Regions from separate parts of the Mus musculus genome. Here region 1 is linked to region 2. Evidence: chromatin contacts called from public promoter capture Hi-C data. All regions are on one chromosome and are shown on one strand. Each heading gives the region's core, a stretch centred on a gene start, on an enhancer-like site or on the middle of the called end of the contact. The rest is flanking DNA. Distances are from core to core; before and after follow the strand shown. Region 1 has its middle 26 kb from the start of 4930579K19Rik. Region 2 holds the start of Rbp2 (retinol binding protein 2, cellular).

Evidence for each region. Promoter capture Hi-C pulls out the DNA fragments that hold promoters and counts their contacts.
Region 1: a promoter capture Hi-C map of the HPC-7 cell line shows a contact between it and region 2, with 5 times the contacts expected there. The contact joins the enhancer-like site here to the promoter of Rbp2 in region 2. A contact is called at or near these places in 4 of 39 promoter capture datasets (the HPC-7 cell line, embryonic stem cells, macrophages and 1 more), 5 of 484 Hi-C or Micro-C datasets (the HPC-7 cell line, epidermal suprabasal cells and uterus), 3 of 115 datasets of contacts at active chromatin or transcription factors (embryonic stem cells, large pre-B cells and pancreatic cancer cells) and 4 of 9 other capture datasets (adipose tissue, embryonic stem cells, liver and 1 more).

Annotation. Positions count from the first base shown.
Region 1 is chr9:98,533,940-98,540,318 of GRCm38.p6, reverse strand. No RefSeq gene overlaps it. Among named protein-coding and RNA genes, the nearest start is that of 4930579K19Rik, 26 kb to the left of the region's middle. Within about 2 kb of position 1,743, at least 36 of the 459 cell types and tissues checked have an H3K27ac peak or open chromatin away from gene starts, as enhancers often do. A contact at or near this core is called in the HPC-7 cell line, pancreatic cancer cells and uterus, where this site is marked.
Region 2 is chr9:98,487,019-98,493,185 of GRCm38.p6, reverse strand. Rbp2 (retinol binding protein 2, cellular) reads right to left here and starts at 2,649. Exons shown (of 4, transcript NM_009034.4): 1 at 2,504-2,649. The coding sequence starts at 2,576.

The sequences.
Region 1 (6,379 bases), core at 494-2,993, 48 kb before region 2:
TTGACACTGTTAGCCTAGCCAAGTTCACTCTGAATGTAACATAAGGCAGTGTAATAGGAAGGCTAGCAAGATGGGTTCCGGGGCCAGCAGACCTGATTTTGACAAGCTACGTGACCTCAGGCAAGCCTCAGTTTTCTTTATCTGAAATATGGAATGAATAAACACTAAGCTCTCATAGGACTGACAAGGTTAGGTGGGATTTTTCCCCCTTAGTCGGGGTTCTTATAGAACAATGGTTCTCAACTTTTCTGATGCTGGGACCCTTTAATACAGTTCCTCACGCTGTGGTGATGCCCCCAACCATAAAATTATTGTGCTGCTACTTCATAACTGTAATTTTGCTACTCTTATGAGTCATAATGTAAATATCTAATATGCAAGATATCTGATATGCAACCCCTGTGGGTGTTGGGACTCACAGGTTGAGAGCTACTGCTCTAGAAGAACAGTCAATGACGTGAATATGTCTATGCGTGCTCACACACCTACGTGCACATAAATTAAAATAGCAACAACAGAATTGCACCTGAGAGGCTGAGAACCTGGTAGAGGCTAGGTCCTTTAGACTGGGTGCCTCAGAAGTCAGGTAGCCTCACAGCAATGGTTTGCTATTGGAGAGGGTAGTTGCTCATTCTTTGAGAGCCACTGGTCCTTAGTCCAGGATGGAAGCCCAGAAATACTGGTTCCGATATCAGCTGAAGAATCAATGACAGCAACGGGGCAAAATCATCAAGAGGGAAGGCCAAGAGAGCAAAAGTCCAGATAGCATCCTCCCTGCCACGCCCTTCTTATTTGGGTTTTTATTGGTTGGGTCCACAATCTGGGTGGGTCTTCCAATGTCAATTAAGGCAACCAAGCCAGCTCTTCCAAGTGAGGTTTCTTACTCAGGTGATTCTAATCTGTGGCAAGTTGTCATTAAAATCAATAGAAACCGGATTGTGTAAATATTTATGCGTGTATATCAGGATGTGTGCATGTGTCTTCAAAATGTTGGCTAGCATGGCTACAACAAATACCATATCTTGGAAATTTCCCCAAACAAAAAATTCAGCGATAGACATGATAATGTCTCAGAGAAGGGTTACCAGATCTCAGCAGCAGCACTCCAGCATACCCATGGAAATTCTCACCCACTCTTGTTCACACACACACACACACACACACACACACACACACACACACACACAAGCAGGTCATACAAGGATGAGCATATGTAGCACACAAAATTTCACGTAAAGCACGACTGTGTCTGTCGGTTTGTGAGTGTATATATAAATATACACATTTGTAAAGGAGTCCTCTTCAAAATCAAGATGCTAGCACCTTCTCTCCTTGCATAGACACTACCAACCACTAGGCGGCACCTTAATCCTTCTCTTCAGCAACGTCCTTGCTGGTTAACACCGGATAGTCAGCTCTAAAAGTCTTTTAAGTGAATCTTCCTGAACCCACTGCGGGGCGGCGGGGCGGCAGATCATTCCCTCGGCTGATTCCAAAGTATTATGATGTGCTGGGAGATCTGATCATTCTTTCACCCTGTGGAGATTAATTGCCTTGAAATATTCATTGGATTAAATGTATTTAAACACGCACTGTTTAAAGCTCAGTGCTGCAAAATGCCATCCTCAAGATATATATTATGAGCATTAAATAATTAACTTAGTGTGTGAGAGGGAGGCAGAGATGGAGAAAGGGAGAGGGAGGGTAAGGGAGGGAGAGCGAGGTAGAGGGCAAGTAGGAGGGAGAGTCAGCGCATGCTCAGCTAAGGATGAGACCCAGAGCAGATAGTATCAGAGCTCAAGGCTCTCTCCATAAACCAGAAGATTACAACCTTGCCTGCTAATTGAAACTGCAGAAGTCTGTCTTCTCTGGCCATCCTCGTCTGTAACATGAGAAGGAAGGCGTGGCAGAAATCTGATCCTAAGTGACAAGTCTGAGAAAAAAACGGAGTAGTCATTCATGTCTATTGCCTGCTCACCTCCGTGTTGCTTTTCCGAACAGAAGTCCAGACTAACTCAGGCTCTGTGTCTCCCTCCTGTCTTCCTGCGGCCGTGTGTCCTCACAGGAAGAGGCATCAGAGAGCATACATGTGCCTTCACAGACTCTGGCACCGGACTGTCCAGGTCCATGGCCCAGCTGGACCACGTGCCCTGGCTCAGCCTTAGGAGTGTTGCTTAAACTGGACACCTCAGGTTCCTCCATCACCTCTCATGTTTGGGAGGACCTGCCGCACAAACAGGGCCTTCTGGATGCTGTCTGCTGCGTTTCCAGTTCAGCTCAACCACATACATATTGCCTCTCTTAGTTGGTCTAGTGCCTCCTCCTGTTGGCTTCAGAGCCATGCTTTATGGACTTCTAGAAGCTTCTCTGTAGACTGCCCTTTCTCAAATGGAGTTGTGAATTTTCTTTTCCTTAGTACCTTGATTTAACTAAGAAACTAGTCTTTATCATTATATTAAGACACGGATGGCTAATTCTGACCTCCAGGGAGACAGAGGTCTTGTCTGCCTCATCCTAGCCCAAATATAGACAGTGCTCCTCCATAAATATCTGAGGCAAGACTCATTGGACCTTTATGTACCCAAAAGCTTAGTTAGAAGAAATGCATATTGGGAAAGGGGCAAGGGGTGGGATTGGGGGAGCATGGCTAACATGCAATGCTTATTTTTATGAAAATTTAAAAGAACTGAAAATTCTAAAAAGGTGATGTGTCTTGAATGGTATTCAGACATTTTGGCAGACTAGAGCGAGGAGGTGCTGAAGACAGGTGAGGCCTAGCTGTATCCCCTGCCCCCAAGCCTTCAGCTTCAACTTCACTTACATCTAGGGCTGTGGTTTTTTTTAAGTTTTTATTTTTTATTTTTTTTGAACACAGAAAAGTTAATGAATATTAATAAATTGCTAATTAATATTAATCCATGTTAATTGATATTCATAAACCCACAGCTTCCCTGAACGCTAATGTAATACCCATCACAGCCATAGCATGGTGACCAGAATGTCAATGCTACTGTTAATGCTATTAATACTTTTAACTACACGACTGCCCTCATCTGAATTTCAACAGTTCTCCTTAGCATGCTCTTCTGCTACTTCAGCCTCCATGACTCCTCGGCGGCTCCCTCTCTGAGCCAATCTGTCAGTCCTTTCTTGGCTTTGGCACTTTTAAAGACCATCAGTCAATTTCACTGCTGAATAACTGTAAGCTGAAGTTTATTGGATGTTTGTTTACTATTTGATGGAGGTGCTGGGTTGGATGGGAATTCCATAATGGTGTCCCTGAATGGCTTTCATTACTGTGCTAGTTAAATTTGATCGCTTGATTAAGGAGGTTTGTGAAGCTACAACTTTTTCTTTCTTCCTTCTTCCCCTTCTTTCCTTCCTTCCTTCCTTTTAATTATTTTAGGTTTTTGAGAGAAGGCCTCACTATACAGCCCAGACTGGGTTTGAATTCCAAATCTTCCTGCCTCTGCTGCGATTATAAGTGTATTCCATCATGCCTAGCTCCCTGCTTTACCTTTTACAAATCATAACTATCTGGGCAGAGATACCTGAGGCTACCCTGATACTCTGTTTCTCTCCAAATGTGAACAGTTAATTGAATATCTATTGGTATATTTTATATGCGATCTGTGTGATCTATGGTGTCTAGTGGTAATTGAAATAATATTTGTCATCTCATCTGTGTTTACTAACTGACATTCTTCTATTAGAAAGCATTATTCTTTCCTTCCACTTACTTATATTATTTTAAAATGTTTATCAGTAACGAGTTGTGGATCTATGCTTTATTTTATGGGTTATCATATGAGATGTAGTTAATATTCTTATTTCTCAGCTTCTTCCAGTTAAGGTCAATTGCCTTCTAGTTGGATTCTTTCTTTTTCTTCATGTGTTTTCAATCCTGTTTGGGGGTTTCCCATAGGCAATGCCTGCTAACCACATAGGATACTTGGTCATGTCTCTTTTGTAAAGTTGTAGGGAGACGGTCCCAGGAGGTAGGCAGCTATTACTAGCCAGGCTAAGAAACTTGGTCTTGTGAGATCTTCCCACACATTCTAATCTTAATTTACTTCATAATTCATGTAACATCACACATCCTCCTATCTCTTCCCAGACTCTGGAAGGCTGGGAGATTTGGAAACAATGAAACATATTGATAAATAGAGAATTGACAAAAGAACTGGCCTGTACTTTTTATAAAAGGGATGCAATGAAAACATCAAACAAAAGTGGCAGAAGGAGAGCTGGAGAGTTGGTTTAGCAGTTAAGAATGCATTAAGAATGCCAACTGTTTTTGTAGAGGATTCAATTTCCAGTCTCAGGACTCACATCAGGCAGCTGGGGGATCTGAAGCCATCTGCTGGCCTCTAAGGGCATTGCACTCTAGTGCACAAATCCTCACACAGTCACAAACTTACAAAGATGTGTTTGTAGAAAGTGATGGAGATGTTATAAATTAAAAGAGATTATAGCTATTGACCAGCAGTTGAGTTCTTGCCTGGAATATACAAGGGACTAGTTTCTAATTCTAGTATGATAAGGAAAACAAACAAACAAACAGAAACAAAGAAACCAAACAGAATAATAATTGAAACAAAATTATTGTGTGGCAAAATCTTTGACAGAGTCTTAAGTTTTTTTCCCTAAAATCTATAAGATCATTCTGAGGTTTAAATTTGGACTGAATATTACATTCAAGGGAGTTGTTGACTTGATGATCTATTTTTATTTTACAAATAGTGCGCTACATAAACTAAATTTTCAATCATGATCAAATTGCTACTTTTTTATAATTTATTAATTTTCTGAATTGTTCAACAGTTGCTCATGCCGTTCCCATCTTGTGGAAGAGACATGCTTGTTTTTGAAAGATCTGTGCTGAACTATTCAGGAGCAAAATGCTTTGATGTCTGAAATTTATTCTCAAATAACTCAGAAAGAATTATAGTTGAGCAGATGTGGCAGAGTGTTAACAACTGCTTAATCTAAGTGTATGACGTTTTTCTCTTTTGGAGCTTTCCACACTTAAAATCTAAAAAAAAAAAAAAAAAAAACAACTGAGGGAAAACTATGCCTACCATCCAGTCTTCTATTTTATACATATCTGAGAGACTCAGTCTTGCAAAGTAAGAGAGGCTACATCATATTACAATATCCAGTTCTGGCTGCAGAAGGCTGGTCAGTGCAGAAAGCAGAGCTCTGGTTCCTGAAAAGCTGGGCTCAAATCCCAATTCCTCTCTTATTTCATACTTTAGCATCGTCTGGGCCCCAGATAACACGACTGTAATAGGAGGCTAGAGAGATGTTACTAATTGTGAGAATCACGGGTTTAATCTGTACATGTTGTATAAAATGTACATGTGAAACATTAACACATAAGACCATAGACCTGTCTGCTAGCAGCAGCTGCTGAGTTACAGGTCAAAGGCCACACCATGAGCCCTGAGTGCACTTCAGTTCTTCTGGGAAATTGCAGGATCCACTTGGGGAAGTGGATCTGGGGGTGGTGCAGGGCAGGCTGGGGTATCCCCAGGGGCGTTGAGATAATTTAAACATGTCAGAATATACTGAGATTCTTGGCTAAAAGAATTCACTTGTTAAATGTGAACATTCAAAACACTCCACAGGGTTTCAACATTCTGGTTTTTCATAATTGCCTTAAAACAAACACACAGGCTAAGAATTCTCCAAAAAAGAAGGGTTGACATTTGGTTATCACTATGCAAAAGAATGACTCTTGACCCTGATATCATGCCATACAAAAATTAAACAGTTTATAGACATAAATATAAGGTTAAACCATAAAACTACAAAAGAAAAAAACCCCACAGGAGAAAGGTTAGCATTCCTCTGCTGGACATACCATTCTCTAGGATACAAAGGGCAGGAATTTGAAAGATTGGTGAATCTGGACTTCATCAGAAGCCAAGCATCATTAGGAAGTCCACCAGGCATTTCTTAGACTGGTCAAAAAATGTTTGTAAAACCTTGTTCAAGAAGAAACATGTATCTATAATACATGAAAGAGCTCTTACAACTCAAGAATAAGGAGGCAAGCAATGTGATTTAAAATATAAGGAAAGTATTTGAATATGCACCTCACTAAAGTAAAGAGACAGATATCAAATAAATGTAAGGAAAGATGCTCTGTAGCGTTAGCTGAAAAAACAGACAGCCCTAGATGACTAAGGCCAGTTCATGACTAGGACAATCCTGTGTGTTGGCACAAAAACAGTGCAACTGGAACAAATAGAATGGCCACTTTGGAAAGCAGGCAGTTTCTTCTGAAGCAAAGCACCCGGAGGTTTCGTTTCTAAGTATTTGCTCAAGAAAACGAAAAACATAGCTCCACACAGAGATGTGTGTAAAGGTTCAT
Region 2 (6,167 bases), core at 1,400-3,899:
AAATGCCAAGTACACAAAAGGGCACCAAAGGCAAGCCTCATTGATTTCCCAGTCTTGGGAAAGCAATCTTGCCTTTAAGTTGGGTGTGTCAGAAATTAAACAGATCAGTGGAGCTGCTTCTGGCTGGTTAGACTGACAGGGTGGCCACTCCTCATCTGCTTTTGGCTGAGTCTCTTGATGTTAATCACTGCCAGCCCCACCCTGTTCTTGGGTAGTTGAAGGAAACCAGGTGTCCTGCCTCCGTGCTGGGAAAGTGAGTCTGCATGAGGTATTTTTGTGCAGAGTATTGTGGTGTCATCAAGGCAGGGCAAGTCCTTAGAACCCTGAGAACTCTATCAGCATCTGGGCAAAGCAACACAAAGACACCCACATTCTGTGTTTAGCTAGAGCTCTCCCCCGTGGTTGTCAGCTCAGTCCACAAAGTGCCAGATGCCCCTCTACACAGCAGAGGCCTGCTACCAAGAGTTGAATTAGTCTGCTCCTTAGAGTGAAATCAGTCTAACATGATGCTCGAGGGCACACTATTCCTAAAGCTCAAAGAGACAGCAAGCAACAGATGTTAAGGACTAGGCACATCAACCCAGACATATCTAAACGTCACAGTCACAACTTGTAAGTTCCTTATGGCCACTGAAGTGCAAGCTTGTGTAAAAGAGGAAGCCAGAGGTAGAGAGAGGGTTTCTCGAGGTGAGATAATAGCCTCAGTGGAGGATGGCAATGTTTGCCTTCCACCTTCAGACTGAGGCGTTGGCCTTTGGGAGTCTATCCAAGGGGCCAGACACTAAAGTGGACCTGGATGTTATCTCTAAAGTCAACTAGGAACTATTTTTGTGGAGTGTTATCGTTGTGTGTATGTGCATGGGTGGTAGGTGTGGGAGTTGGTGGCATGCACGTGCTATGGTGTGTATGGGGAAGTCAGGAGATAGGTTTTGAGTTGGTGTTTTTCTTTCCATTATGGGTTTCAGGGATTAAAGTCAGGTCCTGGGGCTTGTGTACCCAGAGATTTTACTCACTAGGCCATCTTGCTGGCCCTGGAATTGGTATCATTTAAGCAAACAGCACAAGGCAAGTTGCTTTCTGATAATCATTTATGTGCCTGGGTTGTCTAGCACATGTATGAAACCATGATGCCTCCAAATAGCCCATGTGATACGAATTTCCGTTGTTCAGAATCACAGCTGTACCCAGCACCATTAGAGAAACAGCAATTTGTATTGTAGTGTCATTATCCCTATTTGGCAGGTGGAAAAATTAAGGCCCTGAAATGCTAAGAACTGGATCCCACCTCACAGAGGAAGTCTTGGGCATGGCACAGGCTGTACTCACTCTGTGTTTACTTACCTTATCAATGTGATAATGTTCAAAATTATGGTTCTGAACTATGCTCTAATTGACTACATATGTGGGTTCTGAAATCCATTTCCATTAGCCACTCATGTTGCTAGACAGGAGTGTGGCAGGAATAGTTCCTTTTTGCCTAGGTTCTGTTACACCCCCTTCCAAATTGATTTGGTATCTTAACCCTAGTAGGTGGGGCTCTAATGAGAGGATTTTTGTCTGTCTTTCTTTAGTTGCAGAAAAAGACCCTACAAGTCCATTCTTATAGATGCTTCTCACCACCATATTCAAATTATCTGTGGCCATATGCAGTCATTTCTCTCATGCTTGTATGGCTCCCCAACATTCAGGGATGTCACTCTGGATGTGGGGAATTTCAATGTAGAAAAGGTGACCAGTGTGCTGTTGCAGTAAAGAAGTTCAGTAGCTAAGCTCCTTGTCCAGTGCCTGGTTGCTGCCATTCTTTGGAGGTCCCCTGTGGCGACTCACTCCATCTTCTTCCAAGTACAGCCCAAATCACATGTTTCTGCCAACACCAGGTGAGACCTACAGACCTGCCCCGTCATTGACTCGGGACATAAACAAATTAGCAACCCTTGGCCTGGAGCCCAGTGCAGAACTTGAATAAGCAGTGGGTGATTTGAGTCCTGTGACAAAAGCCCCCCTCAGAACTCTGAGAGCTTGAATGTCTCTAGGTAGCGAATTGGATGGCTGGTCCTTCGGTGCTTTCTATGTGAAGGCTGAGGAAAACTCAAGCAGGAGTTATTCATTGGTGGCGATGTCTAACTCAATGGGTTACCTGTGAGATGGTGATGACAAGGCAGGAGAGTGATTCTGTTGTCCTCTCAGGGCAGACTATATCTGTCGTGGTGTGTGTATGCATGTACTGTGTGGGAACACATGTACACATGTATATGCATTCTCCGTTCAGTGTTTTCTGTCAGCCACGCACCGTGCAAAGAACATTCTAACCTCATCACACTTATCATTTCTAGGTAGAAAAACAGCCTCAGAGAGTTCCCGGGACTTAACTGACTCTGCCCTGCTACAACTCTGGAGAGAGGGTTTGCACACAGCTCTGGTGAATCCCAAACTAGCACCTCCTCAAGGACCAGTCTACTGTCTTCTTAATGTCCCTTGTCTCCCCATCCCCTTCATCTCTTACCTAGGGCCTTCATGTAGCCTTCAAAGTTCTCATTACTCTCCATTTCCCAGGTTCCATTTTGGTCCTTCGTCATGATGGTGGCCTCTGGTTTGATGTGGACGTTCGGTGACTGTGAAGGAACAGGCTGCAGGGAGACTATGCTAAATGTTACTGCTTTTATAGCTTAGTGGACCAGGTATATAAAGATAATAGAGTCAAAGGTCATAAGCCCAGCTCAAAGGAACTGCCCTTGCCTTTGCAAAGTTCAACAGGTCTGTGGGCAGTCCAGGCACAAAGTCCTGCCGTTGCCAGGTCTGCGTGTCCCTGTGATCTCCATGACACACTGCCTTGGAGCAGCTCATTTTAGGCTGACTGGCCTCCCACAGAGATCCTGGCCTCACACAGAACATTCCATACAGTTCCTAAGGAAAACAAACACTCAGTATTTGTCCCACACGTTCTGCAGGACACCGGAGCCAGGCTTGCCTATCACATAACCAGCATTGATTTGGCCAGTGAAGCTGATGGTGGGTTTTTACATCTGAGGAACTGTTCTTGTGCCAGGCCACACTTGAACTTCATTTTGTCTCAGTTCACAAAAGCTCTGTGGGTTGTATTTAACAGCCCTCCCCACCTCCTGACTCTCTCTCTCTCTCTCTCTCTCTCTCTCTCTCTCTCTCTCTCTCTCTCTCCAGGTCTACAAGGCTCAGGGAAGTTAAATGATAAGCCCAAGGGTGACTTGTAAAAACAGAACCTGGAAAATGAACTGTGACCTGTGACAGCAGAATGGGACAGAAAGGACCTTTGGGGATTCATCACTTGCCTTCCACATTCAGATTTAAGCACTTTAAAACAGTCCCCCCAAACCCCACAGGTCTTGCATGCAAGAATATAAGGCAAGCTGGCCTGGTGGGGTGGGGCTGAAGATAAGAAGGGCTATTAATTGTGGTGAGCAGGAAGCCTGGGTGTAAATGGGCATAGAGAGAAAGAGCTGTTGGTGCTGATATAAGACAAGAAGGGGAAACAGACAGGAAACCTAGTCTCTTGAGGGGCCCATTGCTTCAGTGAAGTTGCACACGAGTCAAAATAACAGTGAAACAAAGAAAGCCCGTGTCTTTAGCTTGGACACTGCGTGGGTCGAAAGAAGTCCTCCACTTTGGCCTGGGTCTAGACTTTGAATTTAGATTTCTGGGCTAACCTAAGGGATTCAGCAAGTGTAAAATTACCTGGAAGCACACATTCAAGCCAGGCCAGACAGAGTTCTCTGTGGTAAAGACATAGCAACAATAGGTTCAGGACCAGAAAACACGGTGAAGCTGATTGCCAAGAACAAGCAGCCCCAGAAGCAGACAGGTTTCCAGGAGTTCCAGAGAGCAATCAGGAGACAGATTTAAAATCAATAAGGAAATTCAAAAATCACCCCCAAACTTTAAAAGGCACAAAGTGATATTTTTTAAAAACGAGAATTACTGCCAGGTGTAGTGGTCCATGCCTTTAATCCCAGCATGCAGAAGGTGACAGGTGGATATCTATGAGTTCCAGGCCAACCTGGTCTACTAGCAAGTTCCAGGTTAGCCAGAGTTACACAGTGAGATTCTGCCTCAAAAAATGTTGTTAGTAATTTAAAAATTAAAACTATGGTTGCTAGGGACTGTGCATAGCTACACTCAGGCACACATGTAATATAAAATACAGAAAATATTTAAAATATATAGTTGCTAAAGTTAAAAAGGCAAGAGGTTGTCTAAATAGTTTATTAAATACAGCTAAAGAAAGTATCTGTAAAGTAGAAGGGCTGAGAACTTTACTCAGAGGCTACATACACTGCTTAGTTTTTGTCAATTTGACCCAATCCTGGATAGGAACCTCAGTTGAGAAATTGCCTCTAACAGATTATCCTGTGGGCAAGTATGTAGGGCATTTTCTATATAAATTATTGATTATGGGAAGGCCCAGTCCTCTGTGGATGTGCCACTCATGACCAGGTGGTCCTGGGTTGTATAAGGAAGCAGTCTGACAAAGCCATGGAGAGCAAGCCAGTAAGCAGTGTTCCACATGTTCTCTGCTTCAGTTCCTACCTCTAGATTCCTGCCTTGAGTTTTGCCCTGGCTTTTCTCATTGATGAGCTGTAATAGGGACGTGTAAGCCAAATACACCTCAAGTTGCTTTTGGTCAGACTCTTTTATCATAGCAAGAGAAAGCAAGACAACAGTACTAACACAGAAGATATCATGGTGAAAACTCAGAGGGGAAAAAACCTAAGTAGGTAAAAACAACAAATCATCTATAAAAGAACAATGCGGCAGTGGGGTTGGCTTTAGGCTTTTCAACAGCCTTGGTAGAGTCTAACAACGGAGCTCTACCCTCCTACAAGTGAAGGAAAATACTTTTAAACAAGAATTCTAAACTCAGGTTGTGTATTACTCAAATATAAACACACACACACACACACACACACACACACACACACACACACACACACATCAGCCCATCAGCCTCAGCACAAAGCCCAAGCCAAACCATGAAGCCAGTATGTTTATGTTGGGTGGTGAGGCCAGCACTAGGAAGGCTCCTGTACTACCTGGGTTAGGGTCCCATCTGTCAGCCTGAAAACCTCAGTGGCAGAATGCTTGAGCAGAAGGAAAAGCAACTGTTGGAATCATGCCCATCACCAAACTCTATCCCACTCTAGAAAAATCACTGAAAGCTTGTCAGGAACTTCCTTGTTGAAGTGAATAATAATTATCTGATTACTTCTGGTCAGTGCTGACTCCTTTCAGCCCAACTTGGCCAAGTTAAGTTGAGGTTTCAATAAAGAAACCCTGCCCACCTTGTCTGTAGTATGTGGCTTGGCCTTATCTCCTCTATATAAGATCCCTTTGTCTTGTATCAAAATCCGGTATGTTTGTCTAATCAGCTGTTCAGACTATTACCTTTATAATGTTGGCAACTAAGATGCTCTGTGATACAGCACACTAACCCAACACTGTCTACAAAACACACGATTAGCATCTATAGACAACTGATGGATGCTAGGATGGCACACAAGGCTTGGCATCTTTGTCTTCACGGTGCAGCATTCCCCCTTCTCAGCCTTGGCTCTAGAGCTCATTCAGCCAATCTCCCTTTGGAACGGCTTTGTGAGAGGTGAGTGGTGTGCAGTGGTCATGATTAGGAGGCTGCAGTGTGTTCCCAGGTGTCTAAAGAGTCTCTTGAGAATTGACGAGGCCTCTCTGGAGCCAGGGTTCTTGAACTCTGGCCTGCCTCCAAGTCATTGTGGAGGGCACAGTGGAATGCAGGATGCTAAGCTCCTCCCTTAACGAGTCCAGGGTGAGACTCCGGAACTCGTATTTTTACAAAGTCCCTGAAGGGTCTCTGCCACTGCCCCAGGATCACAAGGGAAACCTATTGTATAACAGAAATTGAAGAAAGCATCAATTTCTGAACTTGACCCCTGGATACTTACCTACCTTGAATTTTGCATGTATTCGCTAGTCATTATAAGAAGACAGGCAGACAGACACACAGAGAGACAGAGACAAAGGCAATGAGACAGACAGAGTGAGAACATAGTCGTGTGTGTGTGTGTGTGTGTGTGTGTGTGTGTGTGTGTGTGCACATGTATGTAGAGGTTAGAAGAAGATCTTGGACATCATCCCTCCTCAGGGATCACCTCTTCTTCTTC